Linked DNA regions of Hordeum vulgare: region 2 is linked to region 1. The links are chromatin contacts, called in public Hi-C maps. All regions are on one chromosome and are shown on one strand. The core of a region is the stretch at or near the end of the contact, and the rest is flanking DNA. Distances in the headings are between cores, read along the strand shown. Region 1 holds the start of LOC123425484 (LOB domain-containing protein 37-like). Region 2 holds the start of LOC123425485 (queuosine salvage protein-like).

Region 1 (2,814 bases), core at 208-2,707:
CAACCCCACACCCACACACACACTGCATCACAAAACCCACCCACAGTACGGCCGCTTGGATTTTGTGGTAGCGCGAAACATGGTCCGATCAATCATACGACCGGGTTCACACGAACGGGGGAAGAGCAGATCTCAGAAAAGAAAACAATAGGTAGAGTACTGTAGGAGCAATGGCGTATTAGCACACGCAATCGCTGGGCAAACGCTAATCACGCTTCAGATAAGATCAGAGAGAGAGGGAGAGCTTTAGTGTGCTCTTATTTAACGATCTTTGTAGTACTACTAGTGCTAAGAAAGCAGCGGTACTATTATCGGAGTAGACAAGAAACAAAGCCGGCCGGGGCGGTCTCATCTAGTCATCTCCGTGTCACACCAAGCCGGCGGTTCATGCACGCCCAAAAAAGAATCAAAGGACGCGTCGCCGGTGGGACGAGAGGCTACCAAAAAGTTCAGCTGGTTCCAGCGCCAGCGAGCGAGCAGCACATCGATCGATCGCGCGGTACTAGGATATAAATGAAGGCGCAAATTAACTAGCTTCATTAAACAAAAAGATTCAGCAGCTCCGGCTCCTTGTCGCCGTCGGCGCCTGCGCCAGCGGTCGTGGTCACGGAACCGTCGGAGCTCATCGACGGCGTGCCGGCCCGCCTCGCCCGCCTTTCCCCCTCCGCCGCTGCGGCCGATCCGGGGGTGAGGAAAAGCCCGAGATCGCAGGAGGGCTCCTGGTGGTGGGACGCGGCCTCCGGCGCCCAGGTCTTCCTCGGCGTCACCCGCTTTGCCATCGAGTACGTGGAGCACCCCACCACGGCGCGCCTGGAAGAGGAGGCGAAGAGATCGCTGCCACCGACACCGCCTTCTGGGACGCCGCCCGCGAGCTCCGGCAGCGGGCGTATGGCGCCGCCCCGGAGCACGGTCTGGACCGCAGCCTCGCAGAGGTGCCAGCTCCCCGCCCAGAGCAGCCCCACCGCGCCGCCCACCGGGTTGATCGTCCGCCCCGCCGCCTCGTACAGCAGCGACTGGAACACGGCTGCAATCCGCAACAAACACCATACAAACATCAGCCAAAGGCAACATATGAATCGTCGTACCAAGAAGAAGAAGAAGAAGAAGAAGAGCATCGATCCCCAGTCCGTCCGTGCGTGCGTACCTGGGCGCTGCGACTCGGGGACAGCGGTGAGGAAGGACATGAGCCCGGCGCGGCCGAAGAACTTGGCGGCGAAGATGGTGGCGTGGCCCTGGGCGTCGGCGCCCTCGATCCAGAGCAGGCACGGGCGCAGCATGCAGGCGTCGTTGCACCCCTTGCGCAGCACGCGGCAGCCGTTGCAGCTCATCCCCGACGTCGACGTTGACACCGCCGCCCGCTCACTCCCTCTCATACAAGAGCCAACCAACCCCGATCAAGAACCCGACCTCGCCCACGGCCACGGAGGGGCGGGGTATATAAGCACAGACACAGGCAGCGCCGCGCCCAGCCGAGGAGGGGGGAGGTAACCAGGGTGGGGCCGGGTCGGGTGACCGTGGGGAGTGGGCGGGTTAACTCTCTCTCGCGCGCGCGCGCGTGCTGAGGTAAAGCGGAAGAGGTTCCAGGCTCCAGGGGTGCGGGGGCGGCTCCGTGTCTCCGCGGCCGGTCGGTGCGAGCGCGGGCCGTCGGATCGAGGACTGGACACGGACAGCGGGTGGGGGCCGCCGGCTCGGGTGGTGCGCCTCGCGTTCGCCCCGTCCGGGCTGCCGCCTCGCTTTCCTGTGTTTTTCCGCCACTCTTTTTCCGCGCTTTTGCGGTGTGCGTGGATCCGCACCTTGGGCTGCCCACGTACGTCCTGCGTTTTGGAGCCTTGTGTCCCTCGGCCAGTGCTCCATGCACACAAACTTTCCTCGCTAAAACAAATCGCTCCATGCATCCGGCGCATGGACCCTCCACCGCTTTTGGTGCGCCGAATCACTCGCTGCTGGCAGTACAGCATCAACGCCATTGGATCGAGCAGCCGGAAAGCCAAAGGCCTCATTCGCTTCCGGTTTATATATATATATATATATATATATATATATATATATATATATATATATATATATATATATATATATACTATCTCGTAAAATCGTGACGGGATACCTTGCGAAAGCTAACCAAGAATAAAATAAAATAATTGCCTGCCTATGGCCCGTCGTCGCATATTTTCCGCGGCTCGCACAAATTCTCGGGAGGTCCAGCAACAGTGAACCTAGGATGCCTTCCGCCTTTTTCGGCTGGTGCAAGCCTTTTCTCGTCGCCGCACCGCACCGCGCCGCATGTCAGCAGTACAGAGTGCAGTGGCTCACGCAGTGGTGCAAGTTGCCCAAGGCATCTTGGCTTTCTGTTTCGGTCGCACTTGGCCGTGCCGCGCCGGTTCGTGCCTTCCTCGCAAGCGTTCCGGTTTCCCCTCGTATCGGCAAGACGGCAACGCAATCGGAATCGGGTCGGGTCGCCATCCACCAGCTGCGGGACGCGGCTTCCATCGCCGGTAGCGTTGGCGTTTAGCCGCTTCACACCAAAATCTTATCCTGGCCGAATATTTATTTTTTGCTTTTCTGCTGGAGGAAACCGAGTGCGTCGATCCGCCAACAGTTAATTCAATTCTAGACCAGCATGTCAACGTGTACGGGAATTGGCATGGATCAGCCGTGATTGTCACTAGTCTCGTGACTCGTGAGACCTCGTCCCAGAGCATCTTCAGTAGAGGAGGCTAGCATATCATTACAATTCTCTTCGGACTCACGAGTGCTCGTCGTAGAGCAAGCTTCAATAATAGAGCGGAGGCGGTCTTCTCCAAGTCCATGCTA
Region 2 (2,814 bases), core at 153-2,652, 140 kb after region 1:
AGGCCTAAAGTGACGAGAAGAAGAATACTGCACGACTGAACGTCTTAATACCCCAAACAATTGTCAAGTACATAAAGAGAGAAATAAATCGCCCCTCCTCTGCCCTAGCCACTTGTTGGCAGCATAGAAACCAACATAGAAGGTTGTTGACTCATATATAGCTACTAACAGAAAAATATACTAGATTAGAAATATCCATAAGTTCCTTGTGGTGTAAGCACTAGTGCTTGTTTTCAGAAAATACGAAGTTGATTTCTGCACTGTGAAAATCTACAAAACCTGAAGTCATGAGAAGAAGAATACTGCACGACCGAATGTCTTAATATCATTGTCAACAAGTAGACAAAGAAAAATAAACCGCCCCTCCTCTCCCCTAACCACGTGCTATGCTGTACAGGAGCAACAACACACGCATATTTTATACAGGAGCAAAAGAAATGCAAATGTAGAATCGCAACGCCTGATGTCTGCCAATGCTAATACCTTTCAGAATTCCTTAAGAAAAAGTACCACTCATAAGATAAGGACAATACATCACTCTAGTAATTTCTACATGTTCAGAACACCAAGTACGTTCCTGGCTGAACTAATACCTGGCCAGAAGCAAAAGTTCAGCGCATCCAAGACGAAGAGGTACTGCACAGTGAGCGGTCCATTGTCAAAGTAATGGATTCCTTCGAAATCCCACTCGACTTTTGGAACATTCCCCTGAATTTTGTCCACGGCCTTCTCAATCTCTGTGAAACGAACAAACGGGTAAGAGGAACAAAACTTAGAGTTTCACTTGGGACATTGGTCACAAAACAATGGAAGGATGAACATTGGCATAAACATATAAAAGCAAAGCAAAAATATGTATTCCATCAAGTCGTTCTTTTATAAGAAAATGATGAAAGCTGACCAAAACAACATGTAAGTGAAGTGGAATCTAGAACCTGAACATTGAAGTCCAATCCTACAACATGAAAATCAACTCTGGTTTCTTGCAGGGTCAATCGGATACTGCTTAGAAATACAATCGACTAATAACCCACCGGAAAAGCAAAGCCTATGAAGATGACACTGCGTGGCCTAAGAAATCCTAGCACCGTTCCAGAAAAAAGAAAAACATCCCTATGAATGAAGACGGTGCTCCCTTCCCTGGTCGGAAAAGTCCTAGCATCGTTCGGGAAACGGATACCTAGCATGTCAACCTTGACGTGGGAGGAGCGGCTGGCCACCCAGGCCGCCGACGCGCGCACGGCCTCCATGGCGGCGGGGCGAACAGGAATAGGATAAGGGACGCGGGGGAGGTCGGGACAATGGCGAGTCGGGAGGATTTAGGGGTGTGGGGGCGGAAACCGTGACGGCGGGGCGGAGTGGTGGTGTTGGTGTGGCCCGTGACCGCGAGGGCGACGCGGGTTTTAGCGTTTTTTCCTCCGGAGGGGGGGTTTGGTTGGCTTCTTGCTGCTCTCTCGATGGGCGCCTCCGAGGGCCTCGGAGAACCCCCGCTTGGCAGAAACACGAGGATTTTATTATTATTTTATTTATTTTTTTGCGGGGAAGAAACACGAGGAATTGCGCAGTGGGTGGGGCGCACAACAACCGGCTGTGCTCGGGTGGTCTGCTATGTTTGACCCACCTCCCGAACTGCTGAAATGACTGGATTGCCCCCACGTTCGTCTTCCTTTGCCCTCACCACCCTTCTTTTAAATAAAAAATAAATAAAAAGATAGATGCGGAAATTGCTTTTGGAGGTCGAGCTCCATGAAGGACTTAAAATTCAAACTTCAAATTTCATGAAAATTCGTATTTTAATATTTTAAAAAAATTGAAAAAGATACATAGATAGATGAAGGTATAATACACAAGTGTGTTAATTTTTAGAACAAAATACGTTGAAATGAGAGGTATGCAAAAAAGGCAAACGTGGAATTTTTTAACGCATGACACTATTTATCATTTCAGATCATGAATTGTCTATTTTATACAGGTCGCGTTTTAAAATATTTCAACCTGAAATTTTGCACACACAAGGATCACACCCTTGTTTAGTTGTATATTTTTTCAGATTTTTTGAAACTAAATTTTTTGAATTTTTTTTTTTAATTCGGCCTTCATGGAGACCGAGCTCCAAAACGCCATTCTCGGGTAGATGCCTCCTTTAGAATAGAGGGATTTTTTAGGAATTTAAAAATGATATTACTCCCTCCCTTCCAAAATATAAGACCCTTTAAAGATTTTACTATGAACTACATACGAAACAATCAGTGAATCTACATTTTAAAATATGTCTACATACATCTGTATGTAGTCCATCGGAATGGAGGGAGTGTAAGGGTTGGATGCGTTTTGCTGCACCGCTGGCGTTGTTGAGATTCTTAAGAAAAAAAATACTTTGTTTTAAAATAAAAGGTGTATGACTTTTTTGAAAAGTCAAGCTCTTCAAGTTTGTTAAATTTGTAGAGAAATATACCAGAACCCGTAATATCAAATCGGTATGATAGATTCATCATCAAATGATTTTTTTTGTTGTTGTTTAATATTGTGGATGTCAATATTTTTTGCTATGAACTTGATCAAAGTAAAAGAAATTTGATTTCCCAAAAAACTAATACCCTTTATATTTTGGAACTTATGTAATATTTAGTTTGGCGAGTGGGAGAGATGATGGAGTGTGTTTATTTTATTAATAATGCGGAGAATTAATGGGACTTTTGTAGTGTTGTATGTGTTATCCACTAACCAACGTCTTTTTATATGGAAAAAAATTATGAATGACTGCATGTACTGTGTTGGTGCTATAATATCATATGGTTACTTTATTTTTTCTAG

The links. Hi-C and Micro-C count contacts between places; a contact is called where the count stands out from the background.
Region 2: a contact with region 1 is called in a Hi-C map of leaf, with 4 times the contacts expected there. The contact joins the promoter of LOC123425485 here to the promoter of LOC123425484 in region 1. A contact is called at or near these places in 4 of 6 Hi-C or Micro-C datasets (leaf and seedling) and 1 of 1 datasets of contacts at active chromatin or transcription factors (embryo).

Annotation. Positions count from the first base shown.
Region 1 is chr2H:123,949,903-123,952,716 of MorexV3_pseudomolecules_assembly, forward strand. LOC123425484 (LOB domain-containing protein 37-like) reads right to left here and starts at 1,458. Exons shown (of 2, transcript XM_045109184.1): 1 at 1,145-1,458; 2 at 290-1,024. The coding sequence starts at 1,373. The coding sequence ends at 540.
Region 2 is chr2H:124,087,081-124,089,894 of MorexV3_pseudomolecules_assembly, forward strand. It overlaps LOC123425485 (queuosine salvage protein-like), which reads right to left and starts at 1,403. Exons shown (of 7, transcript XM_045109185.1): 1 at 1,181-1,403; 2 at 594-737. The coding sequence starts at 1,250.